Regions from separate parts of the Sus scrofa genome. Here all the other regions are linked to region 3. The links are chromatin contacts, called in public HiChIP or PLAC-seq maps. All regions are on one chromosome and are shown on one strand. The core of a region is the stretch at or near the end of the contact, and the rest is flanking DNA. Distances in the headings are between cores, read along the strand shown. Region 1 overlaps WDR37 (WD repeat domain 37). Region 2 overlaps LOC106505221 (a long non-coding RNA gene). Region 3 overlaps ADARB2 (double-stranded RNA-specific editase B2).

What was found. HiChIP or PLAC-seq counts read pairs in DNA pulled down with a chosen protein or histone mark.
Region 1: a contact with region 3 is called in an H3K27ac HiChIP or PLAC-seq map of alveolar macrophages. The contact joins two enhancer-like sites. A contact is called at or near these places in 1 of 5 promoter capture datasets (skeletal muscle) and 1 of 2 datasets of contacts at active chromatin or transcription factors (alveolar macrophages).
Region 2: a contact with region 3 is called in an H3K27ac HiChIP or PLAC-seq map of alveolar macrophages. The contact joins two enhancer-like sites. A contact is called at or near these places in 1 of 5 promoter capture datasets (liver) and 2 of 2 datasets of contacts at active chromatin or transcription factors (alveolar macrophages and skeletal muscle).

What each region holds. Positions count from the first base shown.
Region 1 is chr10:68,521,232-68,524,404 of Sscrofa11.1, reverse strand. All of the region lies in intron 1 of WDR37 (WD repeat domain 37), which reads left to right. Among named protein-coding and RNA genes, the nearest start is that of WDR37, 5.8 kb to the left of the region's middle. Within about 2 kb of position 1,469, at least 12 of the 83 cell types and tissues checked have an H3K27ac peak or open chromatin away from gene starts, as enhancers often do. A contact at or near this core is called in alveolar macrophages, where this site is marked.
Region 2 is chr10:68,574,742-68,577,751 of Sscrofa11.1, reverse strand. LOC106505221 (a long non-coding RNA gene) reads left to right here. Exons shown (of 5, transcript XR_001299412.2): 4 at 1-508; 5 at 2,103-3,010. Among named protein-coding and RNA genes, the nearest start is that of GTPBP4, 10 kb to the right of the region's middle. Within about 2 kb of position 1,386, at least 13 of the 83 cell types and tissues checked have an H3K27ac peak or open chromatin away from gene starts, as enhancers often do. A contact at or near this core is called in alveolar macrophages, where this site is marked.
Region 3 is chr10:68,456,668-68,460,152 of Sscrofa11.1, reverse strand. All of the region lies in intron 10 of ADARB2 (double-stranded RNA-specific editase B2), which reads right to left. It also overlaps a transcript of WDR37 not described here. Among named protein-coding and RNA genes, the nearest start is that of WDR37, 70 kb to the left of the region's middle. Within about 2 kb of position 1,287, at least 2 of the 83 cell types and tissues checked have an H3K27ac peak or open chromatin away from gene starts, as enhancers often do. A contact at or near this core is called in alveolar macrophages, where this site is marked.

The sequences.
Region 1 (3,173 bases), core at 220-2,719, 64 kb before region 3:
TCTGCCCACCCCTGGTTGCAGCGAGGTCTCGTAGGTGCAGTCACAAGGCCCCGGGTCAGTCTGGTGGTTGGAGTAGAGGCTAAGGGAGAGGCTGAACTCTAACCTCACTGGGTCGTGCCAAGGAGGACGTCCCCCAGGGTCAGCGGAGGCTGAGTGGGGAGCCCGGCCTCCATCTGCACCTTGTACGCCTCCCGCGCAGAGAGAAGGCAGCGCCTTCTCGGCCTGCCGGGCAGTGTCAGAGCAGCCTGCTGTGAAAGAAGACCTGCATCAGGTCCAGGTCTGACGACACACCCGGCGCTTGCGTCTCCCAGGCTGACGGGCACGTCGCCCCTGGACTCGGAATAGGCGCTTGGCGGACACATCAGAATGATGGCGATGTTGGAATTACTTGACAAGGATTTTAAAGCGGGCAAAGATTTCTTCAGAGAGCAGATACTAACACTTGCAGCAAATGAAAAACAGAAACTCTCAGGAGGAAGTACAGGATATGAAGAAGAAACAAATGGAAATTCTAGAACGGAAAAGTACTATAAGTGAGCTTAGGATTGGCTCAGTGTCTGAATGGAGAGGACAGAAGGCAGGAGGCGGTGAACTTGAGGATGAAGCAGTAGAAATTACCCAGTCCGAATCCCAGAGAAAGTAGACTGGAAAAAAGGAAATGGAACTTCCGGGATCTGTGAGAGTTTAACAAGAGACCCATCCTTCTTTGGCGTTCTCTGGTGGCCCAGCAGGCTGAGGATCTGGCTCCATCCTTGCTGTGACTCCAGTCTCTGTTGCGGCTTGGGTTCAATTCCTGGCCCAGGAACTTCCACATGCCGTGGGTGTGGCCAAGAAAACAAAACAAAACAGACATCATTCTTGTCATCAGAGCCCCCAAAGAGAGGAGAGAAACAGTAGGGCTGAAAATATGTTTGAATAAATAACTAGCTGAATGTTTCCCAAATTCGGCAAGCCATAAACCTACAGAATCAAAAAGCTAAGTGAAACCTAAGCAAGATAAACTCAAAGAAGGCCATGCTCCACATCGTAGTCACAGTCAAGCTTCCGAGAACTAAAGATGAAAAAGCAGCGAGAGAGAAATGTCCCCTTTGCTTTGTTTAGGGCTGCACTGCGGCACATGGAAGTCCCCGGCTAGGGAGTTGGATCCGAGCTGTAGTGGCTGCCCTGCACCACAGCTCCCAGCAACACTGGGTCCTTAACCCATTGAGTGAGGCCAGGGATCAAACCTGAGTCCTCATGGATACTGGTCAGGTTCATTGCTGCTGAGCCATAGTGGGAGTCCAGGAAATGTCCCTTTAACGGAGTGGATTTCTCATCGCAAACTGCAGAGGTCAGAAGGAGGTAACACACTTTGCCACTGTGGAAGGAAACAGCATCAACTCAGAATTCTCTGTCGAGTGGGAAACATCCTGCGCGTGGTTTGTTGATAGCAGAACGTCCCTAAAGTAATAGAGGAAGTTCTGTAAACAGGAAATGGTGCGAGGAATGTGGGAACGCCAGGAAGGAGGAACATACAGTGGAGAGAACAAATACCTTGTGAGTGCCGTCCCTGTTCCTCTGAGGTGTGTCTGCAGGTTGAAGCGTAACCGTCGGGTGCGGCTCGCAGCGGGGGCTCGCAGAGGAGAACGCGGGAGGGCGGAGGGGGAAAGGGTGGGTCGCACACCTTCCCGTGAACTAGTAGAGTGGCGGGGCGTGGACCCCCTTGTGGAAAGATAACGATAACCTAGGGTAGCCACTAGGAAGCTTATGCAGAAGAGAGAAACTTAAAAAACTGACATAAATCAAAATGAAATTAAAAAAAAATGTTCAAATAACTTAGAAGGCAGAAGAAAGAAGCACAAGGGGTTCCCTTAATCTGCTGTGGCTCAGGATTCGGTGTTGTCACTGCTGTGGTGAGGGTTTGATCCCTGGCCTGAGAACAGCCACATGCTCTAGGCATGGCCAGAAGGAACAAAAACAAAAAGAAAATGGGAACAAACTGAATGAATTATGCACCACGCCCAAGTGGGATTTATTCTGTAGATGCACGGTTAGATCAACATTTGAGAATCATCAGGGTAATTGTCCTGTTAGGAAGCTAGGAAGGAAAAGCTGTGTGATCGTATTAAGTGACGCAGAAAAAGTATGACTGACTTTAGCACTCGTGAAACTCTCAGAACATGAACATGGAGGGAGACTTTCTCAAGCGATAAAACAGTATTTACATCAGAACTGACAGCTAGCATCATACTCAGTGGTAAAGACTGAGTATTTTTACTTTGAGATCAGAATAAAGCAATTTGCTGATACTTCTGATTCAGCATAGTACTGGAATTTATTTCCAAATTAGTAAGATAGAAGAGGAAATAAAGGCATAAAGGTCAGGAAGAAGAAGCTGTCCTTTTTTTAGGTGACAGTAGTCTACAAAGGAAATACAAAGGATCTACCAAAACTCCCAATATTAATAAATAGGTTCAACAAGAATGTGGGATACAAGCTTCATACACAAAATCAATTGCATTTTTGTTGTTTTGGGCATTCAGACGTTCCCAGGCCAGGGATCAAACCTGCGCCACAGCAGCAACCAGAGCCACAGCAGTGACAGCGCTGGATCCTTCACCCACGGTGCCTTCAGGGAATTCCTCAATTGTATTTTTTTTTTTTTTTTGACTCAATTACTTTCTTATATACTACCGATTAACATTTGGAAACAAATAAAAATACAGTATTTAAAATTTCTTAAAAAAAAAAAACCTTTGGTGTAGTTTGAGAACATAGGTAGAACTTTTATGTGACAACTGAAAAGCTGAGGAAAGAAATCAAAGGCGGTCTAAACCGACATGCGGTTCACAGACCAGAGGGCTCAGCCCGTGAAAATGCTGCCATTTCCTTGCCCCGCTGGTGAACAGATTACACACATTTCTTTCTTTTTTTTGTCTTTTGTCCTCTTAGGGCCGCACCCACAGCATATGGAGGTTCCCAAGCTAGGGGTCGAATCTGAGCTGTAGCCACTGGCCTACACCCACAGTAACGCGGAATCCAAGCCGAGTCTACAACCTACACCACAGCTCACAGCAACGCCAGATCCTTAACCCACTGAGCAAGGCCAGGGATTGAACCTGCGTCCCCATGGGTGCTTGTCAGATTCGTTCACTGATGGGAACTCCTGAACAAACACATTTCTTAGCAAGATC
Region 2 (3,010 bases), core at 137-2,636, 120 kb before region 3:
AAAGCAGAGCTGAGGCCCGAGCTTCCCGAGACCAGGTCGGGGGTGGGGGTGCAGGTCCTGCGGGGAAGGGAAGTGCAGGAAGGCGGGGGGTTCCAGGCCTGGGCGCGGGGTGCAGGCCCTCCAGGGGAGGCAGTGCCTGGGTTAAACTCTTCTCTTTGATGGTATTGGACAGGCAGGTAGCTAACAGCTTGGTGAAGTGTTAAGAATAAGAGCAAGGGCTTCTTCACAGTCATTTAAAAGAACTATTTACTCTCAAAAAACAGACTTACATAAACTTCCAGGAGAAAGCCCAGAACACCGGGATTTGGAGGTAATTATTTATGACCTGTATCTTTAAAAAGTATTAATCTGTCAAAAAAATCAAAATGTGTCTACTGACACTTTAAAAACATGTGTCAAAATTGCTGTTTTTAAGCCATCTCGTGTTTCAGTTCTGATTCTGTTTTGGAAAAGGATGTTTAAGGAGCCACCACAGTGGCGGCTTTGGCGGAGACACACGTGGACACAGGTTTGTCAGCGGAGGGCAGATCCCTGCTGTGTCCACAGGCTCTGGGCACTTCCTGGGGGCGGGGCCAGCTGGGTGGGGGTGGGGTGGGGGAAGAAGTCGGGCTGCAGGCAGAGCAGGCCCGGCCACCAACTGGCCAGTGGCCCCTGGCTGCTCTCGGGGTTTCTGGCATCACCTGTGACCTCCCAGAAGTTCTAGTCCTCTCCTTGCATGTGTCCCTGGCCTGTCCCTGAGTCTGCCTGGGATCACACGGGGTCTGTGGCGGCTGCGTGTCCCCTGGGGTGCGTCCTGCTTCACCCTGTTGCCCGCGTCCTCACTCTGCTGGGGGCCTGAGCAGGAACAGGTGCGGGCCCTCTGTGCTGGGGATGAAGCTCGGGGATGACAAGACCAGAGCGGCACCGAGGCGGTCGTCAGTGACCGGGTACTGGGCAGACACCAGAAGGACAGCTGACCAGCAGCCGCGCTGCTCGCCCGTCACGTGACTGGTCACTGCGTTAGATGCCTCTTAAATGTTAGCAAATTGGTCAGTGGTGACCTCATCGCAAACTCAGGAAACAGTTTAAGTTTTGCTTATGATTTCCCGGGGCGTCAGCAAGCAGTGACCCCGGGCTAGTTAGTCTGACGAAACAAGCTCGATTAAGCTTTGCTGGTATGGCTAAACTGGTTTTGTCTGCTCAGGAAGTTTTCAGAGCAGAGCTGGTCTCTGTTGAGTTTTGATTCTAACAAGCTGCAAGCGGACCCTGGGTCCGGGGACACCCGTGGTGGGTGTGGCCTGTGTGTCTCAGTAGGAAAGCTGAGTGCCGCCCAGTCCACACCCTGCACAGGGCTGGTGCCCCCGCAAGCCTGTGCCCTGGAGGCAGCCGGTGGCGCAGTGGCTGCTTGCCCAAGACTGCGGTGCACTCTGCAACCGAGGATGTCTTCTGGGGCAGGAAGCCTCTGTCTGGGCACCCCGAGAGGCAACCACAGGGGTGTTGTGTCACTTGGGAGGCTCAGCCGGGCTCGGAAGCACCTCCCCTCCCCCACTGGCTCATCCCTAGTCATGAAGGGATGGACCCTGGAGACGGGCAGTCAGGTCCGAATTCCAGCTGAGTCTGACAAGCGAGACTGTCCACAACTGAAATAAATGCTTATTCTCATTCTCCCTTTTCAAAAAATTTTGGGCCACACCCACCACATGCAGCAATCTCAGGGCAGGCATCAAACCTGAGCCACAGCAGTGATGATGCCGGATCCTTCACTGCCAGGCCGCCAGGGGACTCCCCTTTTCCAATTACTACCAATTTAGAAAGCAGTTAATACACTGCCTGGCTCACAGTTGTTGCCTGAATGTAGTTGAATCCACTTATTCATTCGACTGGTACTGATTAAGCTGGATTACGGACAAGCGATGTCCAGCTGCCGACGACAAGCCAGGCCATGGGTTAACCGGGCCAGCAGTCACAGTGACTGCCCAGGGCAGCAGTACCAGACCAACCCCCTTTGGACAGAGACCTTTTGGTGGCTCCCAAGCAGGAGGGCAGGAAGCGGCCTGCTTCTCCTGACCACCCTCTGTTCTCTGTATCTCTGAGCTTGGCTTTTTGTTCTGTTCTGTTTTTAGATCCCACAAGTACGTGAGATCACACAGGGTTTGTCTTTCTCTGACTTCTGCCCTCAAGGTCCACTGCAGAGCTGGTCCTGAGCAGAGTGACGAGGGGGCAGCCCGGTTTCACCTGGCTGGAGAGAGGGGACTCCCAGGAATTGACCCTGAGCCTGGGGACCACTGCACCACGCGTCCCTTTCCTCTGCTGGAACCATAAGGCAGCGCCGAGCAGAACAACGACTGGTCCAGAGGACGGGAAGTGACCAGAGCTGGCGACACGGACACAGCCCAGCCATGCTTGCCTGCAGGGTTGACCTTGAGTGATGTTCCGCTTTCTTCCTCGTTCTCTTCTGTTTTTCCGTAGTAAATGCATGTGCTTCCTCTTCAGGGGAAGGAAATACTGCAAAAAAAAAGAAGCATCTCAGATGTGGGATCTTTAAGACGTGTGTTCTGCCTGTTGAGCAGGTGCTTGGGGTTTGCTGGACCGATGAAGTGTGGTCAGTTTCTGCAAGGGTCTGGACTTGTTTCCCGCAGCCCTGGCAGTGGCCGTGTGGTGGCTGAGCAGACAGAACCAACGCCCGTGGGTGTTTGGCCAGCTGGCCCTGGCCTCCCACTAGGCCGTCAAAGACGCCTTCTGGAACTGGCGGCCACCTTGGCCCACTCGTTATCCAGCAGGATAATAAATGCAGACAGCAGAGCAAGTAAGGCTTCCTGAGGTCCCACCTGGGGGCCCTGTCCAAGGGACTCTGTCCTGGGGGGTCTGTCACGCTCACTGCCCCCCCCCCACAGGCATCTCTGGTTGATACTCAGCTGCTGCCCCTGCTTCCTGGAGCAGGAGGGCTTGGGGAAGGGGACCCCGAGCCCCTTGTCCCGAGCGCCCCAGTGCAGGGAGGGCAGCAGGCAGCGGAGGACGGGGCAGGAGGCAA
Region 3 (3,485 bases), core at 38-2,537:
TTTTCTGTAAAGCATTTGCATTTTGTCTATCTCTCCTTCTATTAGAATGTACACACCTTGGGGTATGGATTTTCAAATATTTTGTTCACTGCTTTCTTCCCAGTGCAGAATTGTGCCTGGCACATCAAAAGTGATCAATACATATTTGCTAAGTGATTAAATGAGTGCCCGGATTATGGTCAAGTTCTTAATGTTTGGATAAATTAAAATCATAGACAACAGGAGTATTTTACTTGAAAGGCAAAATTCTCAGGAGCAGTATATTTAAGTTTGGTGTTCAATCCTTTTATGAAACAATTCTTTAAAATCATGATTTCCTTAAAATCATGGTGGAAATTAAATAAAAACTAATACCCAAAAATTTTAAAAGAACTCCCCAGAAAACTAAAACAAGATTTCCCCATAGTTTAAGATTTATCGTAGGCTCTGGTCCATCTGATTGCTTAGGGAGAGCTATGCTAGTGTATGGAAACGTCTGATTAAATAGTTCTTTGTTGAATCAAACCTTTTCCATCTTCGTGCAAAGATATTAGGGTTATTTTATTTTAGGTTATTCTAGAAAGACCTACAATGATTGTGTTTTCTGTGAAGAATTCCTGCAGGAGCACAGGAGGATAAATTCCTCCCTCCAGGACAAAGCTGCCTGCTCAGGTATTTTTTTGATCCAGTGAGCTGTATCCTAAACATTTACACAAAAGTTATGGTTTATAATGTACTTGTGTTTTTGGTCACTTAAAAATAATATTACAAATTATGTTGCATCTGCATAAAAGAAAGCCATTGCTGCTACCCACTGGGTTGTTTTGCAGGATACTATTTTTTTTGGTCTGCCTCCACGGCACGTGGAAGTTTCTGGGCCAAGGATAGAACCTGTGCCACAGCAGTGACCCAAGCTGCTGCAGCAACAGTGCCAGATCCTTAACCTGCTGCACTGCAAGGGAACTCCTGCAGGATACTATTAATGATAATTAATTTCAGGAATTTCCCCTGAACAAAAGAGGCCTGACTCCATGTCAGTTCTATGGCTGAGTGTGACCGTGTTTTGGAAACTTTAACTGGCACAACGATGAGGACGAAAACGGCACAGTCGTCCCCGCTCTGCCCCCCTTGCGGAGATGCGTGCAGAATGCAGCGCCTGTGGTTTGGGGCAGAATTCACAGGCTGCTGCTGGACACTTCAATAAACATCCAGCTTCCTTCTGGCAAAGTCAGTTGCTTAGGCAACATGGAGGTCTGAAAAAAGGCTCCTAAAACGCCAGCTTGTCATTTTTACTATTTCAGGACGTTATGTGAAGCAAGACAACTGTCATTCTTCCCTGTCTGTCGCCAGTCCTGTGGTTTTCGTCACATGAACACCCATCAGGACTGGCAAACAGCCCGTGGCGCTGACACCCGTGCCCTCTGGCCTGTCTCCGACGCCGTCTTCCTTGCCCAGACCCGACCTCGTGAGGTTTGTCTTCAGTGTGGACTGGGGCGGTCAGCACTGAGAAACACCTGAGAAATGCCGTTAACGCGACCAAGAAGGTCTGTCTCGGCCAGGTCGCCTCCTTTGCTGTGAGTCTTTTCCTGAGGAAGGAAAATGAGAATGGAGGCTTGGGGTCGAGGGATCAGGTGAAGCCAGGCCCCTAGTCTCACAGAACAGCCAGGTCACTTTCTAGTTCACTGGTGTTTCTCTAACACGCTGAGTGTTCCGAGCAGGTCTTTGTCGGTTGCCACTGTCGCCTTTTTTTTACCTACGGAAAACCCTGAGCGAAGACGGGAGGTGGTTCCTTTGCGGAAGGAGGAAGGAGCCCTTGTGGGTCTGCCGTGCAGGGTTCACGCAGCCGGACTTGGCCCCGCACCTGGGTTCCGTCTGCGGGTTCAGCTGGCCTGTGTAGACTGTTTCAGGCACATCTTAGAACACCGTCCTGGAACCGTGTCCGTAGGGGTGTCTTTTCCAGCGGGGCTGCCCCCGTGAACCCGGCCTTCCGCGCGGCAGGATCCTGCACCGTGCGGGCCGCTCCCTCTGGGCTGTTGTGCGAGCTGCCCTCCAAGGGCCTGAGCAGGTCCATGCGCTGCTCACCTCCACCCCTCTCAGTCCTACTCTCGCTTCTTTTTTTGGCTGTGCCCCTGCCATGCGGAAGTTCCCGGGCCAGGGATCGAACCCATGCCACAGCAGCGACCGTGCCAGATCCTTAACCCGCTGTGCCACGAGGGACTCCCCTGCTTGCTCTTCTGTTGCAGGAAAGCCTTATGATTTCCTTTTAAAATCTGCATGGTGGGTTTTTAAATGCCCTTCGAGGGCTACCCAGTTGGTGCCTGCAGGCGAGACTGAGGTGTAGGCCTGTTTGCAAATCTATGTGGCAGCGAAACCCGTGGTCAAACAGGTGTCCAAGTGTAGACAGACAGATGCAGTCGTGGGGGTGCCGACATCACTGGGGGCGTGGGGGGCAGGTGCTTTGCCGTTATGTCAGACCCATCAATGACTTCGGGTAGCTCTGATTTTCTGTAATTGAGTTTTTAAACAATTCCTGCTTTTACACTTACAATTCAAAATTCCTATTTTAGTCTATGTTTATATGTTCCCAGTTGAACATGTATATTAAAAAGAGCATTGAGGAGTTTCCTGGTGGCTCAGTGGGTTAAGGATCTGGCATTGTCACGGCAGTGGCTCGGGTTGCTGCTGTGGTGCGGGTTTGATCCCTGGCCTGGGAACTTTTTCATGTCATGGGAATGGCTAAAAAAACCAGCATCGAGGGATTCCTGTTGTGGCGCAGTAGAAACAAATTCGACTAGTATCCGTGAGGTTGCGGGTTTGATCCCTGGCTTTGCTCAGTGGGTTGGGGGGCCGGCATTGCCCTGAGCTGTGGTGTAGGTCGCAGACGTGGCTTGGATCTGGCATCGCTGTGGCTGTGCTGTAGGCCAGGAGCTGTAGCTCTGATTCAACCCCTAGGCTGGGACTCTCCTTATGCTGTGGGTGTGGCCCTAAAAAGCCAAAAAAGAAAAAAAAACAAAAAACAAAAAACAAAAACGTTGAGAGAAGAACAGGTGCCTGGGAGGAAAAGGCCGGTGGTGCCCAAAGGATGCGCGAGAACAGCCGCTTCTCAGGGCTTCGCGAGGGTCTGCGGGTTTTGTTTCCGAGGGCTTGTGGTGTGGGATTAGGTTTCTGACTAGCAGGTGGACGTGAGCAGTGAGGCGTCCCGAGAACTGGATGCGTGGAGCTGTCGCGGGACGCCATCCACGCGCGACGCGGGAAGTCCTCCGACCTCTAACCTGCACGCCGCAGAGCCGCGTGTTTGCTTTGGGCTCCACACCGGGACCGCTAGGTCTTTTGGGGGGGGGGTCCCATCCAGAGCCGTTGCTGCTGTTCAGCCACAGGGAGGAAATGAGCCTTCACCATTTTAGGAAAGAACAGGAGAAGGAAGAGGAAAAGTGAAAGAAAGAGGTCGAAACTGGGCCCCAAGGGATAGCTTCTTGGACTTAGGGAAATTGCTGACCAGTGAAAAG